4 separate regions of the Mus musculus genome follow, and regions 1, 2 and 4 are each linked to region 3. A link is a contact called in public ChIA-PET and promoter capture Hi-C data. All regions are on one chromosome and are shown on one strand. The core of a region is the stretch at or near the end of the contact, and the rest is flanking DNA. Distances in the headings are between cores, read along the strand shown. Region 1 overlaps Il16 (interleukin 16). Region 2 has its middle 34 kb from the start of Gm39043. Region 3 holds the start of Saxo2 (stabilizer of axonemal microtubules 2). Region 4 holds the start of Il16 (interleukin 16).

Region 1 (4,045 bases), core at 857-3,356, 1.0 Mb after region 3:
AGGCACCTCTGCAAAGGATCAATTTTTCATTTTGTGTACCTTGCGGAAGAAAGTGATGCTGGGTTTGGTTTTATTGCCTGAAGTCTCCAATGGACAGCAATTTTAATCCAGCAACATGGCTGCTCTGGCAAGGGATCTCATCTAAAGACCTAGGTATGTGTGACCCAGCTAGGATACAGACATGACACACACCTTTAATCCCTCTGGCTGGAATACAAACACATCCTTAGTATACACCTTTAAGATAAAATTAGTTTTTAGAAGGAAACAGCCACGTTTGAAAGTGATATCTAATTGAGGGGCAGACAAAGTGGTAAATCAGAGAAAGATTTGACAGAATGAGTCAAATATAGGATGTGTCCAACTCTCATGAGAACAGCACAGGAAAGATAAGTTATTTAAGAGCAGAACAGGGAGAGAGTCAGTTCAGCTGAGTGGAGTTGAGTTTGGAGAGTTAGTGGGGAGTCAGTGAGTTCAGAGAAGTAGAGTTGAGTTTTGTTTTATTTTGTTTTGTTTCGTTTCATTTTGTTTAAGTTGGGTGCAGATCAGCAGAGGCAGCTGAAGCCAGAGAATAAGAAGGAGCCAGAAAATTAGAATAAATTGCCAGAGTGAGTTTGAGGCCAAGCAGATCAATTCAGTGAAAAGCAGAGACAAGCCATATTGAATCAGTCAGCTTGGAGAGGAGTTTGAGCCAGGACAGCTGAGTTGAACCTGCCAGCTAGAGTTCTGTAATAACTAGAAAGCAGTAAGCCTCTGAGATGCCAATTACATCTGGCCTAGTATATAATATTTACACTCAGAGTATGGACAAAGACTGAGAAGTTACCTTAAACTTCTGCAAAGCATCCTGGTGTGTTAGGCCAGCCATTGATTCACCATTGAGTTCCAGAATTTCATCACCTATTGAGAGACAGAAAGACAGTAGCTAACAAGCTTTATTCAGTATTTTGGAATATGCTTGGAGTCTTGTGTCCTGTGCCTGTGTGTGCTCTCCAAACCTTGCTCTTAGCCTTTGGATTCACCATGCTTGAGCAGTGCCTGGGCCATCAATCATCAAAGAATGACTTTGCTACACTAAAACATAACTCTGTTTCCTAACAGCTTGCCATAACTGTTTCTTTTGACTCAGATACTGTTTTATGTGTCAGTGTGGAGGCTGCAGAGCAGCTCGGAATGGTGGGCTTCTGAAACCAAAGGGAACAATGACAGCATTCAACCCTTGTCACTGGAAGACTCTATGACTGAGAATACACATAGTAAACGTATTTGAAAATGCTCCAGCCTTGAGGGCTCATGACTGTAATTCGAATACTTAGTAATCACAAGCCACAGAGTCACAAGAAGTTGGAGGCCAGCCTGGGCTACATATCAAGTCCACAGCTAGACAAGGCTATGAAACAAACACAATCGAAACATACTTAATTGTGAGCTGAGAAAGGAATAGACAAAGTCAAAACTTCGGGATGACCATTCTTTATTAAATGGAGGCTGGCTTTAAGTTATCAAAATATCTACTCCAAAGGACCAATAACCCTGTTTTGGGCTTGTCTGCTGTGTCCTCATTTGCAAGAGCTCATGAGCTATGTTGGCTCCTAGCTGGTGAGCCTAGCTTGTGCCAAATCCATTTCACACAATTGTTTTTGGGGAGGAGAACAAAAGCTAACGGTCAGTGGCTTTGATCCGTATAGCAAGCTTGTCATGGATAGCATATTCTTTCACAGAGTAGACTTGAGCAAGTCACTTTGGAAAACAATCTGGCCAATTGTTTGAGGCTAGAGCCAGGAATTGACTGTTTGAAATTCTCGGTTTTTATTATTGCTATTAACTAATGGAGACAAATGTCCCCCACCCCCAGCCCCAAATAATGAAGGTTTCCATACAAAAGTTACAAAACAACAAAGGCTAACACCCTGGATTCTAAGCCACACATCTTCCCTTCTCCCAGGCTCTTGTTTTCTTCCTGATTGAGGCTTAGCTGTTCCACTAGACCTCATCTCATCCTCACCCCCATGCCCCCTCCTCTTCTCCCTCCTCTACACCTTCCTTGTTTAATCCTTTCAGTTCACCTTTTCCACCAAGAGCTCCCACCGAGGCAAACCTCTTTTCAGAGGCCTGCCAGACAGTGCCATCTAGTGCTCACCTAGGCTCATCGCCCTCCTGAAGTTCCCACTTAATCTTTTTCCATTTCTCTCTTCCTTGACCTTTTCTTTTCTCCAGTTGACCGAGACTAGAAACATTCACACTTCCCACCATCCCTGTGCTGCCTCTTCCCAGGCTCTGTCTATTCTCATTGACTCTAGTCGATGGGAGAGTTACTCTTTCAAGCAGCCATAACAACAGCCTCTGCACTTCTCTTCTGCTTCCAATCTCTCTCCAGCCAACTGCATTCTATACACTGCCTTCTGACTCATCCAAAGCCTCTACGCCCAGTGCCTCCCCAGTTATAAATGCAGCATTTTCTGGAAAGAGCCAAGACCATAAATACTTTAATCTTTGGGAGTTACAACATCTCTATAATGGTGACAGGGCTGAAACATCAAGGCAAGCCATCAAGGCCTTGGATGAAAGAATGTGGCTGAAATTTGAATCTCATCCTAATTTGCACATGTCACAAAAATCAAGAAAGAATGTTTTTCAATGTACTGGATATTTTATTAATGGATAATCATCAGTTTTGTGTATGAGCATTTTGCCTGCATGTATATCAGTGCACCACGTGTGTGCCTGGTGCTCTCGGTACTCTCAGAGGCCAGAAGAGGGCATCGGCTCCACTGGAACTAGAGTTATGGGTAGTTGTGGGCAATTGGGTGGGTGCTGTAAATCAAACCCTGGTTCTCTGGAGAGCAGTCAGTGCTCTGAACTACAAAGCCAGCTATCTCTCCAGCTGCTCACAGGATTCTTTTACTCATTTAGAATGCTGGAAACCTTCCTTTGTTGTGATATACGCCTGCCATCTAGGACTGTAGTGTTCCCACAGCCCCCTGCCCCCAGATAGCTCAGATGTTACAGGTGGTTAGACTGCCAGCCTGACTTACAGACACTGTTCTGACAAGAAAGTAACTGATCTCTCAAATTCAATTCAATTTCTTTCCCTTCTCTTCCTTCCCTTCCCTTCCTTTCTTTCTCTTCCCTTCCCTTTTGTTCCTACCCTTGAATTTTGCTCCATGACTGAAACTTAGAGATCTCTTTGGAACAAGTTGGTTGCCCATCATCCAAACCCAGACTTGAGGTGGGGTGGAGTGGGGTGTCTGGCAATTGTGTCCCCAGGTCTCTTACTTAGAGGGAACATCTGTCCTATGAGATATAAAAGGAGCTGAGAGAAAGAAGAGGGAAGCAGAAGGAAGGCAGAAGGGAGAGCTGCTCATGGGGAGACCATTAACCATTCAAAAGAGGGGTCCTGTCTGATTTTTATGTGGATAAAGTTCCCTGAAAAAGATACCTCTTTGTTAAAAATTCTGCTGAATAACTGGCTGTCCAGAACTGTCTCGCTATGGAGAGTTGCAGATCAAAAGCCAAAATTAACTTAGGCTAGCTTTAGTTGCCTTAATAGCCCTGAGTCACTCTCCACCTTTATACCTGAATACCATCTTTCAGACTACCAGGTATAAAGGTGGTGAGTGACTCAGGGCTATTTGAATGTATTAAGATCACCACCTTCCACCAACCTATAGCTAAGAATGCTATCACATGCTCTCTGAAACCTAGATCAGAATTTCACCCAAGTTCCTGAAACCCACCTGCCTGATGTTCCTGCTGCTCTATGTGACAATGCCCTGACTTACGACTTCCTTTTGTTCTGTGCCCAGAAAAGAGGTCATGTGGCCCACTTTATGTCAACTTAGATGCATGTCCTTGGGCCATGTCCGCTCATATTTGGCTCAGAATAAACTTCCCTTTATTCTCACTGGTGTGAGAACTGTGATCTGTGTCCTTATGTTCTTTATCCCTGGGACCTAGAGCTTGGTGGGACTGTGAGAGAAGTGCAGGTTCTGCAGTCCCATGGTCTCAGGTGAGGAGGCGGAGAAGGTGAAGGGGATGGGGTATC
Region 2 (3,816 bases), core at 940-3,439, 1.2 Mb after region 3:
CAGGAATATAAAAAGGGACTGGTCTGGAAAAATTACTCTGCCAAGAGAACACAGGATGTATGAGAAAGAAAACTGGGAAAATAGAGCATACTAAGATTGCTGGACTCTCACTGAGAAATAATGAGACAGGGAATGAGGCTACAGAGCCCAAATAAAGGAAAAGTGTTGAAGTCTAACCTAAAATGTCAGTGAACAATATGCACATCTACATACACACCCCACGTACACACACACAACCATTTTGAAAATGCAGAAATTCCTTAAAGACACATGCTATAAAAATGTAGGCAAGAAAGACAAGTATTAATAGATATTGCGCTATTTTCCTTCACTATGCTGATCCTTGGATTGCTGGTCTTTGATTCTCTGTTCAAGAATGAATGTCTGGGGCTCAGGATGTAACTCAATTGATAGAGTGTATACCTCACTTATATGAAGTCCTGGGTTCTCTTCTCATCTCATTGCTATATTAACCTGGTATGGTCATGAATGCCTACAACCAAAACACTTGGAAGGTAAAGACAGAACAATCAATAGTTCAAAGTCTTCTTTGACTACAAGTAAGTGCAAACCCTGTCTGAGCTACATGATATCCTATCACAGTAACACATGAAGATCCTCTAAGAGATCATCCAAAGTCACCCTGACCTAGAAAGGCTCTCCCTTGGTCTCCTTTTAGGTTCCTGAAGGATCTTACCTGAGAAATCTCCTTGTCCCACTCTAACTGGTGACTGCTTGACTACAGTCTTGTATTGTGATTGTCTAGTTCATTCATAGGAAGAGAGTGCCCTACTTGTCACTTCCATTACTTCAGAAATCTCCAACTCCCTGGGTTCTCTGCCTCCCTCACTCTCAAACCTCCAAGTGAATAGGTTACCTACCCTAAGGCACAAGGTGGGAGGTGCCTCAGTAGGTCTCAATGAGATTGAAGCTAGCCTAGTCTTCATTGTGAGTTCCAAGTCAGACAAAGCTGCAGAGTGAGACCTTGTCTCAAAAAACATTTCAGAGCTACACTATTCAACCTGGGTTTCACAAAATATGAAGACCCCCATGAGATGTTAATAGGTATTTTTTTAATTCCTCTGTTAAACTTAGGTGATATTGAATGTAGTTTTATTATAAATCATCTCAGAGCTTTTAACAGGCTAACATTTATCACATGTATCACATACAACTAATGAAGGGCCTGGCATTTACGAAAGCCCTGGTCTGGCTTACCAGGATTCCCTGCCCTCGTTGGGCAGCAGCTGGGCATTCTGTGGCTGAGTGCATCTTTTCAAAGGAGCAGCAGATCCCTCCCTCTCTCTTGAGTTCTCTTTGTGCTGCCCAATTGTCAAGTCTAGCTAGGGAAGGAAAATGACTGTGTTTCAGATTGAACGGTCCTCTTCCAGTTATGCACAAAGAGGAGGAAGCCCCCAGGTCCCAGGGCCTCCAGTAAGCTTCATCTAGGGAGATAGGCCAGGAGGCATAACTGGTAGGACAAGGACCATCCATTATTTCACTCCTGGACAGATGCCTCTGTCCACCAAGTCTGGGTTGCTGACGCTTCAAAGCAAGGAAGAAAATGGGCAGGAAGTAGAGGAAACTGTAAATGTGGCTGGAGGGAGACACATGCACACATATATACACACAGAGAGAGCAGGAGGGGCACGGGAAGAAGTGGGTGGGGGAAGGGAGAGGAAGCGGGGAGAGAAAAAAGGAGAGACTAATGCCCTGTGACTACCCTTCTACTTCAGTCCTCCTCCCTTCCCTCCTCCTTTCCCTCCTCCCCAGGGTCCTTACCTCCTCTTTCTCTTTTGCCTCTGCTCAGCCTTAAGCTAATTGGTTCCATTTCCTCTACTGAAGCTGCCTTTCCAAGCCCAAGAAACCCCTTAACTCATACCTAGGATTTGCTCTGAAGAGCTTTTGGGGAACAAGTAAAGAAGGGTTCAGGCCTGACTGAGATTAGGCCATTGGGATTCATAGCCCTTTGGGGTCACATTTACAAAAAACTACACACCTAGCAGGCATAGTAATAAACAAACTTGGCCTTCAGGGCTCTTAAAACAAACTTCCAGACAAACTCAGTCATAAAACAAACAGAAAGGAAACACACGCCAATGAAACAGAAAGTCCAAATATAAAGTCTTAGCAGTAATTACAGAGTTGTAAAGTTCAAAGTCCTGAGGAGTGATTAATAAGCAACTCCCTGCCCCTCCTCCCATCTCAGAACTGAACACTGTCTGCACAGGCTCCACACACAGCCCTCAGCATACCTCAATGGTGAAGGGCAGGAGGCCATTTCCTTACACAGACTCATTGCAATACCGAGCCCTAACTATTTCTGAATATAAAGAAATAAACTGTGCAAACTTACAAAGAACATGAGCTTTTATACAAGAAAGGGCCTTAATGAACCCGTAGCCTATTAATTCAGCTGAACTGGCTGCCTAACAAGGCCCAGAGATCCTTTGGTCTCCATCTCCCTCATGCTAGAGTTATAGGTATATGCCACAGCATTCAGGGTTGAACTCAGATCTGGTTTAAATCCCCAGGCCCACTTGTTTCATGTTTGAGCATTTTCAGTCATATACTAAATGGTTGGTTTGGGTATTTGGTCAACGTTTGGTATCTGCAAGGGGGCCAGTTTAAGTTTTATTCTAGAGGCTAGAAAGATGACTCAGCTGTTAAAAGCATTGGATGCTCTTCCAGGGGACTCGAGTTTGGTTTCCAGCATTCGCATGGTGACTTAGAACAATTCATAACTCCAGTTCTAGGGGATCTGATGTCCTTCTCTGGCCTCCATAGGTATTACCCATACGCAGTGCACAGACACAGACATACATGCAGGCAAGACACCCAGATACATGAAATACAATTTTATTTTAAAGATTTGTTTTAAGCGAACAACTTCAACATGTAAATAAAATATAAATCATTGAGTCCTCTTTCCCTCTTTCTTTCTTTTCTTTTTCTTTTATTTTCTCTTTAAGACAGTGTCTCACTGAATATTAATGGTTGACCTTGAACTTGCTATGTAGACCAACTCTACTTGGAACTCACAGAGATCCACCTGCCTCTGCCTCTTCATTGTTGGGTGTGAAGGCATGCAACATCATGGCCAGCAACAATTTCATTCCTCTTCTGTCTTTCTTTCTTTCTTTCTTTCTTTCTTTCTTTCTTTCTTTCTTTCTTTCTTTCTTTTCTCTCTCTCTCTCTCTTTCTCTCTCTCTCTTTCTTTTCTGTTTCTGTTTCTGTTTCTGTTTCTGTTTTTGTTTTTGTTTTTCGAGACAGGGTTTCTCTGTGTAGCCCGGGCTGCCCTGGAACTCACTCTGTAGACAAGGCTGGCCTCGAACTCATAGATCCGCCTACCTCTGCCTCCCAAGTGCTGGAATTAAAGGCATGTGCCACCACTGCCCGGCACAATTTCATTCTTAAATCCTTCATAAGCTTATTTTGCTCATACTTCAAACGTTATTAAAGTTTTCTTCTACAGTGAGAACTTTGGAACATTGTCATACCTTGTAGATATGACCAGGTGTTCCATACAGTGCTGGCTTTGGGGGCCTGGAAAGGAATTTAAAGATCTGGGATGTTCTCCAGGCCAAGCCCAAGATATTGCAGAATGCCTCACATACCAAGATCCTGTCATACCTGTGTCGGCGTCTGCTTGATCTCTTCCCTCCACTCCACCCGCCCAACATCCAAACTCCTATGATGGCTGGGGACAATGTGGGAGTATGAAAGTTGGCCAAGGTCCTCAAATTTCACCTCTTGTCCCTCTTTCTCTCCTTTGAACACCAAAAGGACTTTTTTTTCTACAGTCAGCTCTCTACT
Region 3 (3,866 bases), core at 1,315-3,814:
TTATAAAAACGATAAATCATAGTGAAGCCTTGCATAGCAAACTGAGTTGGCTCATAAGAGTTTAGCTACTTCTTATGCTACTGAAGCAGGAAAGCTAGAAAGTGAGCTTCCCAGATGCATGGCAAACAGGTTTTCTGCTTAGGTTTCACCTACAACAGATAGCAACATGTTACTTTGAATCATAGGATAGGTACAAAAGGAAGAAGGCAGAGCAGAGTCCATTTTTATTATTTATTTTTTGTGGGACACAGAATACAGTAGAGGCCAAGAGAGAGTGGAGCTGGGAGTTGTTGTGAAGCATCCTGGTTAGACAGCTCCTCTAGTCCTCCATGTCTAGGAAACTCTAAAGTCAGAAGACTCATGAGACTCAGCAATGTCTGCTGCAAAGGAGGTGCTGGAAAGTGCTGAAGTGATTTTGTCCTATGCAGGGTCCAAGATACTTGGAAAATCCAGGAGCAGAGTGCATAGGTCACGTACATATAAAAGTTCTGATAGAGCTGCGGTGATTAACAAAACACAAGTCAAAACTTTAGAATTTGTCAGTGTTTTTATTGTCCACAAAAGCAATGCATTCACAATATAACTTACCTAAGATTGTGGACAAGTATAAAACATAACAGTGCAGAGAAATTATAAAAGAAAGCAAAATCCTCCTAGTCTAACGTGTGCAATTTCCCTTCCGCTTTATACTTTTGCTGCCAGTTATAGCTGTTTACACTTGTTAAACTTCTCTGTCTTTTTGAAACAAACAAACAAACAACAAACAAACAAACCAACCAGCTCACAGAAATGATGAGATCAGACGTCCCTAATGGAAAATCAAAGGAATTAAATTTTAGTTCCCTAAGAGAGAAAAGATGGCATCATGGTTTGAATCTGAGATGTTCACATATTTTGAACCTTTGCTTTCCAGCTGATGGAAACACTCTGGAAGGCTTTTGGAAGCTGGCCTCTACCTGGAAATAAGTTGTAAACAGCAGCCCTTGGAAGATGAGAGCCTGGGTCTTGATTCCACAGGCTTTCTACCTCCTGGTCTGCCAGCATGTAAAAAGTCTTGCTTCGTGTTACATGAACAAGAACCCCACCATGTTTGACTGCCAGGGACTGCACCCTCTCAAACTGTATGCCCAAACAGACCTCCTCTCCTTCGCTGTTTTTACCACAGTGCTACCACAGTGGTGCAAATGTACCTAACAGATAGTCTTCAACAACAAATGAATATGGACAGATCTTCCATCTTTCCTTCCAACAGGAAAGGAGGCAAAAGATGAGAGGTGGTATGGGGAGGGATGATGGTGAAGAATCTTTGCCCCGTTTTGAGACAATGACTCATGAAGGTAGCCAAAGTTTAAAAACCATTGGCTGAGTGGAACTATGTATGTCATAGTAACTACCCATTTTGTCAAAGATTCTTGTACCTCAGTTATAAAACTGAAAGCAGCTAAGGCAGTGCTCTCGCTGCAACTAAGTGTTTGCAAGGGACATTTCGGCAGAAGTTATTAGCCATGCTTCAAAGCCTAAAGGGGATTCCTCTTACATTGGCAGTCCCCCCAGCTCTGTGGATGGTGATATTATTCTTGAAGAATGTAAAGTCCCTAATATAATGAATTTCCTGATGGGTGGATGGGAAAATAACTTAGTTTGTAGATAAATTCAGATTCAAATACATTTTTTTTCTTACATACAAGATTTTGCAGATTCAAGCCTTAAAAGTTATGTTTGCATCTGTTCAAACATACAAACAATGTTTATTACAAAAGGGGCTGAGAAACTGCTCTCAATCAATATGTGTTGTAGCTGGTTGCCCTTAGAAGGGGATTACAAGTACAAAGGGCTTGGCGTTACTCAGTTACTCTTATTCACTTATCAAAGGTGATCTAACCCCTGGGTAAACAGTAAGCTTGAGGATAGAGAAGAATGTGTTTACTGGTGATGTAAAGTTGTTAGGCAGGACTTACAAACCAAACCTGAGGTTTACGGTGAGGACTATTGCCATTTTTGTCTGTCAGAAAGGCCTCAGGAAAATGTTGCCTTGGCAGGAATAAAAATAGAGTTTAGAGGATGGAAGGTTCTGGGTGGCAAACGAAATACCATGGATACTGTTCTTTTAAGTTAACCAATAGAATCGGTGGGTGACTCCATCACTTACCAGCCATATTTGCTCATACTACTTAGCTGATCTGAACTGTATTTTAGCTTAAATCTCTGGATGGGAAGCCTCAGGGAATGCAAAGAAAATAAGTTTTGCCCAGGAGCTAGCCAAGCAGAGGAAATGGGCAGCATTTAGCAGAGCATAAGGTCGGGGGTGGGGGGTGGGGGGTGGGGGTGGAGTAGGGGTCTCCTCCGGTTCAGGCAAGGGAGTCCTTAGGGGGTGTGCGCGGCGGGGCTCGCGGCTCTGCGGACGCCACACCGGGCGGACGTTTCTTACCCGCAGGTGCAAATCTGGCACAGACACCAGTTCCTCATGCTCTGCGCTCCAGCGTCCCCCTCCGCAGGCTTAGGCTGGCACACTTCAGAGCAGCTACAGCGTCCGCCGTCGTCAAGGCGACCGCGGAACTCCAAGTTGAAGGGAAACGACGTGGCTTCCGGTGATGTTCTAGATGCGCGCGGGTCAGAGGTCACAGGCCCACAGGCCCCGCCCCCAGGCTCCTGCGACTTCCGGTCTGAGCTACCCCTGGAGTCTTAGGTGCGTGGGTGAGGTGCGGCGTGGAGCTGGTGAGTGGGGGGACTTGCTAGGGACGCCGGCGACCAGACGGTGACGGAGACCCGGGGGGGTCATGTCGATTGGGCTGGGCGAGGAGTGTCCCGAGCGGCTGCACTTTATAGGGACCCGGTACTCTCAGCGGCAGCGACTCCAGGAACCCAAGAGGAGGAAGGGCATGCAGACCTCGATTTGCTTCTTTTAATTGGAGAGAGGGGTAGAAGGTGTGTCGTGCACCTGGTGTGTTCCTAGGCACGTGATCCAAAAACTTTTAAGGACACTCAGTGCAGTCACAGGGCCGAAGTTCTCATGTCTGATAAAAGCCAGCAAGCTTGACAGAAAGGCAGACTTTTGGAGGGACTGAAGTAGGGAAGGGTGTGTGTGTGTGTGTGTGTGTGTGTGTGTGTGTGAGAGAGAGAGAGAGAGAGAGAGAGAGACTGACTGTCTGTCTCTGGTGTGTGTGTGTGTGTGTGTGTGTGTGTGTGTGTGTGTATGTATGTATGTATGTATGTATGTGAGTGTGAGTGTGACTTAGCCGGGCGCCTCTGCACCTGGCTCCCAACTGCGTGATTCATCGCATGGCAGATCCGGAAACTCCCAGCTCACCCCACAAGTACTGTCAGCAGGATGTGTGGACTTTACCATGGAACATGGGCCTAAAGGACTATATCCCCTCAGGGCCAGAAGGAAATAGATGTGGCTAAACATTCATTGGGTTCTCAGTTAAGGAATCTGAGGCGACTTGTCAGCATCAGCATCTCCCTCTCAGTTTGTCCATTTGGTTTTCGCTGTTGTGCACACCACCCCCACCCCCACCCCCACTAGATTTTGTACCATTTTTAATTTGCATTTAATGTTTAGTCCCAGGAAATAACCATGGTGCTCAGTGGTGTTGATAAGATGATTCGACTTCAGAAGAACACTGCCAACATTAGGAATATCTGTGTTCTGGCTCATGTTGACCACGGTAAGGCTTTTAGAATTGGGTTTTATTAACAAAGAGGAAATGTCTCTGTTTCATTGGAGCGGTGAGAGTGATGCTTGCTAAGGAGTTGTGTGTTGTGCCATGTCAGAGAAGCATGCTGTAGAACGTTTGAAATAAATGGATTAACGGGTGATTGGTGGTCTGCCCAGTATGTCATACAATGCTTTTGAATTTGGATTT
Region 4 (4,001 bases), core at 1,412-3,911, 1.1 Mb after region 3:
AGGTATGGCCTCATACTCAAGAGACTTGGGCAACACAAATGGAACTTGATAAGCTTTTTTAAAAAGACTCAAAAGTAAGTGGGTAAGAAGGTAGGGATGGATCTGGGAGGAACTGGGGGATATGGGGAGTGAGTGGAATCAAAATATATTACAAAGAAAAGTCTAAACAAATTGAAAAATTATTATTTAAAACATTTTTCAGTGCTTAGAACATTTATTGAAGTAAAAAATGTTGGAACTAAGCTGACTAGAAGACATAGTAAGTATTCCAATTTCTGAAATATAGCTGTGTGTCATGGAGTGGCAACATGCTTTGTGGAGGAGCTCAAGAAGCCAAAGTCTGACCTTCAAAACCTACTGAAGCCTTATGTGTCTTGGTTTTGTTACCTGTCAAATGGGATGATAACAGAGGCTACTACTCATAAAGTTTATGATAACAAATGGAAGGATGGAAGTTTGTTCTCAGCCCTGTGTTAGTTGGTTATTGTCACTATGCTGGCCATCTTTGTCACTATTACTTAAAGTTAAGTCTCCTCCAAAGCCTTCTTTGTCCACAATCTATTGTTATATAACTAGTTAGTTCATTTGGTTTTTTTTATTTTGTACATGTTTTATTTTGTACATATTTATTATGTAGAGAGACACATAAAACCTAAGCAGTTGCTGAGACACAGTCAAAGCCTTCTTATTGACTCAGAAGGTCATTAATTGAAGCTTTGATATCCAGTTAAACTCTGTTCTTTACAAGAGTATCATGGTTATTGTCAACTAATTTTCAATTTTACATCTTTTAGTTTCTTGATTTTTTTTAAATTAGAAAATCCCAGCTTAATTGTTTTGTAGCCATAGGAATGTGTCTTGGACACTATTTGTTGGCATACGTTGAGGCCGACTTTGTAAGATGGCATATGAGATGAGTAAGTATTATAAGTATTTCTTGAGCTATCCCCATGTTCAGAGAGAGGCTGACAGCGCCTATGTCCCCTCCCATGTCATACACACATACTTCATTATCTCCTTTTGACACTTTTCAGTGTTGGAAAAATATTGCCCAGCTATCACCTGTGCAGTAAATATGACAGTCCCCTGCCTCCTTCAGCAACTGCTATGACCATTCCTGGACTTGTGTGGTTTGGCTGGGAGTAGCAAAAGCCACCCTTGAGGGATGAGGAACAAAAGGAGATGGACAGACATGTGAGACTGGACCAGCCAACTACCTCTGACCCTTACTGTGGCTTGAGGATATATTCATCCAGTTAGGAGAGCATAAGGTAAGAAAAAGAGAGGAGTGCTCATGGCTGACTGAGCCAGGAGTCCTTACCTTGGACAGCAGGGAGATAGCCACTGTGTCCAAAGAGAAGTCAGGCATACTCCAGGCTACAGGGCCACACCTACGCTCTTCTCTGCCCCACTGAGGCCCTAGAATACTGCTTTTTGGGCTTTTATAATCTGATTCAAAGTTTGAGCTTACATTTTATATCATGGTACACATCATTAACCACACATAAGATACACAGATAAGTAAATGTTTATGAATTCATAAATAAACATATATAACTAAAGCAAGACAGCATCACATTAATACCATTATTATGTTATAAATAAAACCACTAGAAAGTTCCTAGAATATATGACTGGGAGAGAGAAGCCACAGGGGTAAAGCACTCGCCTTTTAAGAATAAGGAGCATAGAGAGTTTCAAACCTTAGCACCCACAGGAATGCACAGTGGGTGTGGTAGCCTGCCTATAACCTCGGCACTTGGGAAGCTGAGCCAAGGCATTCCCCAGGGCAAACCAGCTAACTACACTAGTCAAACAGATGATCGGAGGAAGAGCCTGCCTCAGCGACCAATTGAGGAAGGTGCCCCACACCAACTTTTGACCTTCACGTGCACAAGCACACACATACACAGACACCCACTCACATGTGTGTCCTCACACGGGAACACACACATATATACACATTCTATACACATATACAAGCAAGAAGATTGATTTTGTGAAGAATCTTATACATTTGTGAATCCTATTCATTTTATATGTAAAAGAGAATTTCTCATTAACTGTATTGATTTCCAGTCTACTTGAGAGTCATGTTGGAAGCCAGGAGCCTGAAGCTTCCTTTGATGCTTCCAGCCGGGTCCTGTGGTATATGGCTTGGAGTTCTCATTTCCCCAGATTTCCTGAGTCTCTCTCCATGTGCCCTTGAGTAGCTAGCTGACTCTGGTTGTGACCGACATTTTTCTGTCACTTTTGGGGGCTAAGTTCCCTGCTGGTCTTTTTCCTATGCTGAGGGAAGTGTGAGGAAAGGGCTCAGAGTTACTTACAGTTAGCCCGGCCAGGTACGAGATGCCATGAGCAGAGGGGACGGGGTGATGTTGCCTGACATCCCAGCAGCGGGGTGCGCCTGTAGATGTGCCAAAGAGCATATTGGTGGTGACCTCCTCCAGCTGGCAGAGCAGGGCAGCCACATCCTAGCTGCTGCACCTGTCCATTACAGATGCACTTCTGCCCCCACAGTGCAAGACCCATGAAGAATCCCTATTCTGCATGGATCCTGACATCTGGGTCACAGTGCAGGGAGCTAGTAGTCTAGGAGCTGCTTCTGTGGCATCTAATTCTCTCCCCCAGGGACGAGTGTCGCAGGCACCACAGCTCCTGGTTCTCTGCCTTCCTTTCCCCAGGCGGCATGCTCACGCACAAGCTGCGCTCAGCAACCCCATCTGCTCCGTGCTCTTTTGGGCAGGGACCTCTTCATGTTTCTGGCAGACACCAGGCAACCTTGTCTAATTACAAGACTGACATAGATGGGTCCTCATTTCAACAGAGATCCGAAAGAACTTGGAGTCCCTTGCTGATTCGAAGCGCCTCCCAAACAGAAACATGGGACTCTTGCAGCCATTTGTTTATTTTCACTGCCTTGGGTTTTTGTTCCCCACGTATGGCGCTGTGCGGCTGCTGACAAAGAGCTGTGTTTAAGATGAAGAATATCTCACATATGGAAATATATTGCCAGTCTCAATAGGCATTGCAGACACAAACAATTCCTTCTCCTGATAAAATGTGTGTGTGTGTGTGTGTGTGTGTGTGTGTGTGTGAGTGTACTTTCCTGTGCACACACTTATGGAGGTAAGAGGTCAACACTAGCTGTCTTTCTTCTGTGGCTAGCCACCTTATTGTTTTAAGACATGATCTCTCACTAAACCTGAATCTTGCTGTTTCACTTAGGTTGGCTGGCCAGGCAGCCCCAGGATCTCTCTGTCTCTGCTGCCCAGTACTAAGCGTATAGACATAAAAAATGGAACCTACTTTTACGTGAGTACTGAGGATCTGAAATCAGGTTCTTGTGCTTGAAGAGGCATCTTCCTGATCCCTAAAATTACTGTTGGTGTGCCCCAACCCGCACAATAATCAGTTTCTATCATGCACTGTGATTCAGGCACCTGGACCATATGGGATAAAGCACGGTTCTTCACAGCCTACTGGGGACCACAGACACAGACAGATACCTTTCTAGTGTAGGAACTTTTCCAGCAGAGACTTGAGTTATGGCTGAAGCAACTCTTTGAAGCATCTCACCAAGGACCTACCCATGAGCAGAGACTTGGAAGGGGTCACAGGTAGGTAGCATGACCCTTCTGAATTTGATTTAGACAAATCTATTGGTGGCTGTAGAGCCTAGGGATGTGGAAGAGTGAACAGCAATGCCATAGCCTATTAAAGTTTAAGATGCCCCTCAGAAATATGACCTCACTGTGTTCTTATCAAATTCAATTCAAAGGGCTCCTCGACCTTTTCAAGTTCTTGGGTCTCTCATGGTGGGATCCAGAAGACATGGATGGAGAGAGTTGGCAAGAGGACAGGACCTCAGCTTTTGGCTTTCTCCTAAAATAAATCTGCTTTAGTTCTTTGTATATGAGTGTCTTAGTTAGGGTTTCACTGCTGTGAACAGACACCATGACCAAGGCAACTCTTATAAGGACAACATTTAATTGGGACTG

The links. Promoter capture Hi-C pulls out the DNA fragments that hold promoters and counts their contacts. ChIA-PET counts read pairs in DNA pulled down with a chosen protein or histone mark.
Region 1: a contact with region 3 is called in an RNA polymerase II ChIA-PET map of memory CD8 T cells, with 9 times the contacts expected there. The contact joins the enhancer-like site here to the promoter of Saxo2 in region 3. A contact is called at or near these places in 10 of 39 promoter capture datasets (the C10 cell line, HPC-7-derived erythroid cells, cranial neural crest and 7 more), 1 of 484 Hi-C or Micro-C datasets (CD4 T cells), 2 of 115 datasets of contacts at active chromatin or transcription factors (memory CD8 T cells and stem cell-derived neural progenitor cells) and 2 of 9 other capture datasets (adipose tissue and liver).
Region 2: a contact with region 3 is called in a promoter capture Hi-C map of liver, with 2.9 times the contacts expected there. The contact joins the enhancer-like site here to the promoter of Saxo2 in region 3. A contact is called at or near these places in 6 of 39 promoter capture datasets (the C10 cell line, cranial neural crest, liver and 2 more) and 1 of 9 other capture datasets (liver).
Region 4: a contact with region 3 is called in a promoter capture Hi-C map of neutrophils, with 6 times the contacts expected there. The contact joins the promoter of Il16 here to the promoter of Saxo2 in region 3. A contact is called at or near these places in 5 of 39 promoter capture datasets (cranial neural crest, hippocampal neurons, liver and 2 more) and 2 of 9 other capture datasets (adipose tissue and liver).

Annotation. Positions count from the first base shown.
Region 1 is chr7:83,673,660-83,677,704 of GRCm38.p6, forward strand. It overlaps Il16 (interleukin 16), which reads right to left. Exons shown (of 19, transcript NM_001360087.1): 7 at 827-900. Among named protein-coding and RNA genes, the nearest start is that of Stard5, 44 kb to the left of the region's middle. Within about 2 kb of position 2,107, at least 7 of the 459 cell types and tissues checked have an H3K27ac peak or open chromatin away from gene starts, as enhancers often do. A contact at or near this core is called in memory CD8 T cells, where this site is marked.
Region 2 is chr7:83,845,697-83,849,512 of GRCm38.p6, forward strand. No RefSeq gene overlaps it. Among named protein-coding and RNA genes, the nearest start is that of Gm39043, 34 kb to the left of the region's middle. Within about 2 kb of position 2,190, at least 38 of the 459 cell types and tissues checked have an H3K27ac peak or open chromatin away from gene starts, as enhancers often do. A contact at or near this core is called in liver and pre-B cells, where this site is marked.
Region 3 is chr7:82,645,964-82,649,829 of GRCm38.p6, forward strand. It overlaps Saxo2 (stabilizer of axonemal microtubules 2), which reads right to left and starts at 2,565. Exons shown (of 3, transcript NM_177894.4): 1 at 2,429-2,565. The coding sequence starts at 2,466. It overlaps Efl1 (elongation factor like GTPase 1), which reads left to right and starts at 2,651. Exons shown (of 20, transcript NM_175317.3): 1 at 2,651-2,715; 2 at 3,563-3,668. The coding sequence starts at 3,578.
Region 4 is chr7:83,729,737-83,733,737 of GRCm38.p6, forward strand. It overlaps Il16 (interleukin 16), which reads right to left and starts at 2,662. Exons shown (of 19, transcript NM_001360087.1): 1 at 2,328-2,662. The coding sequence starts at 2,532.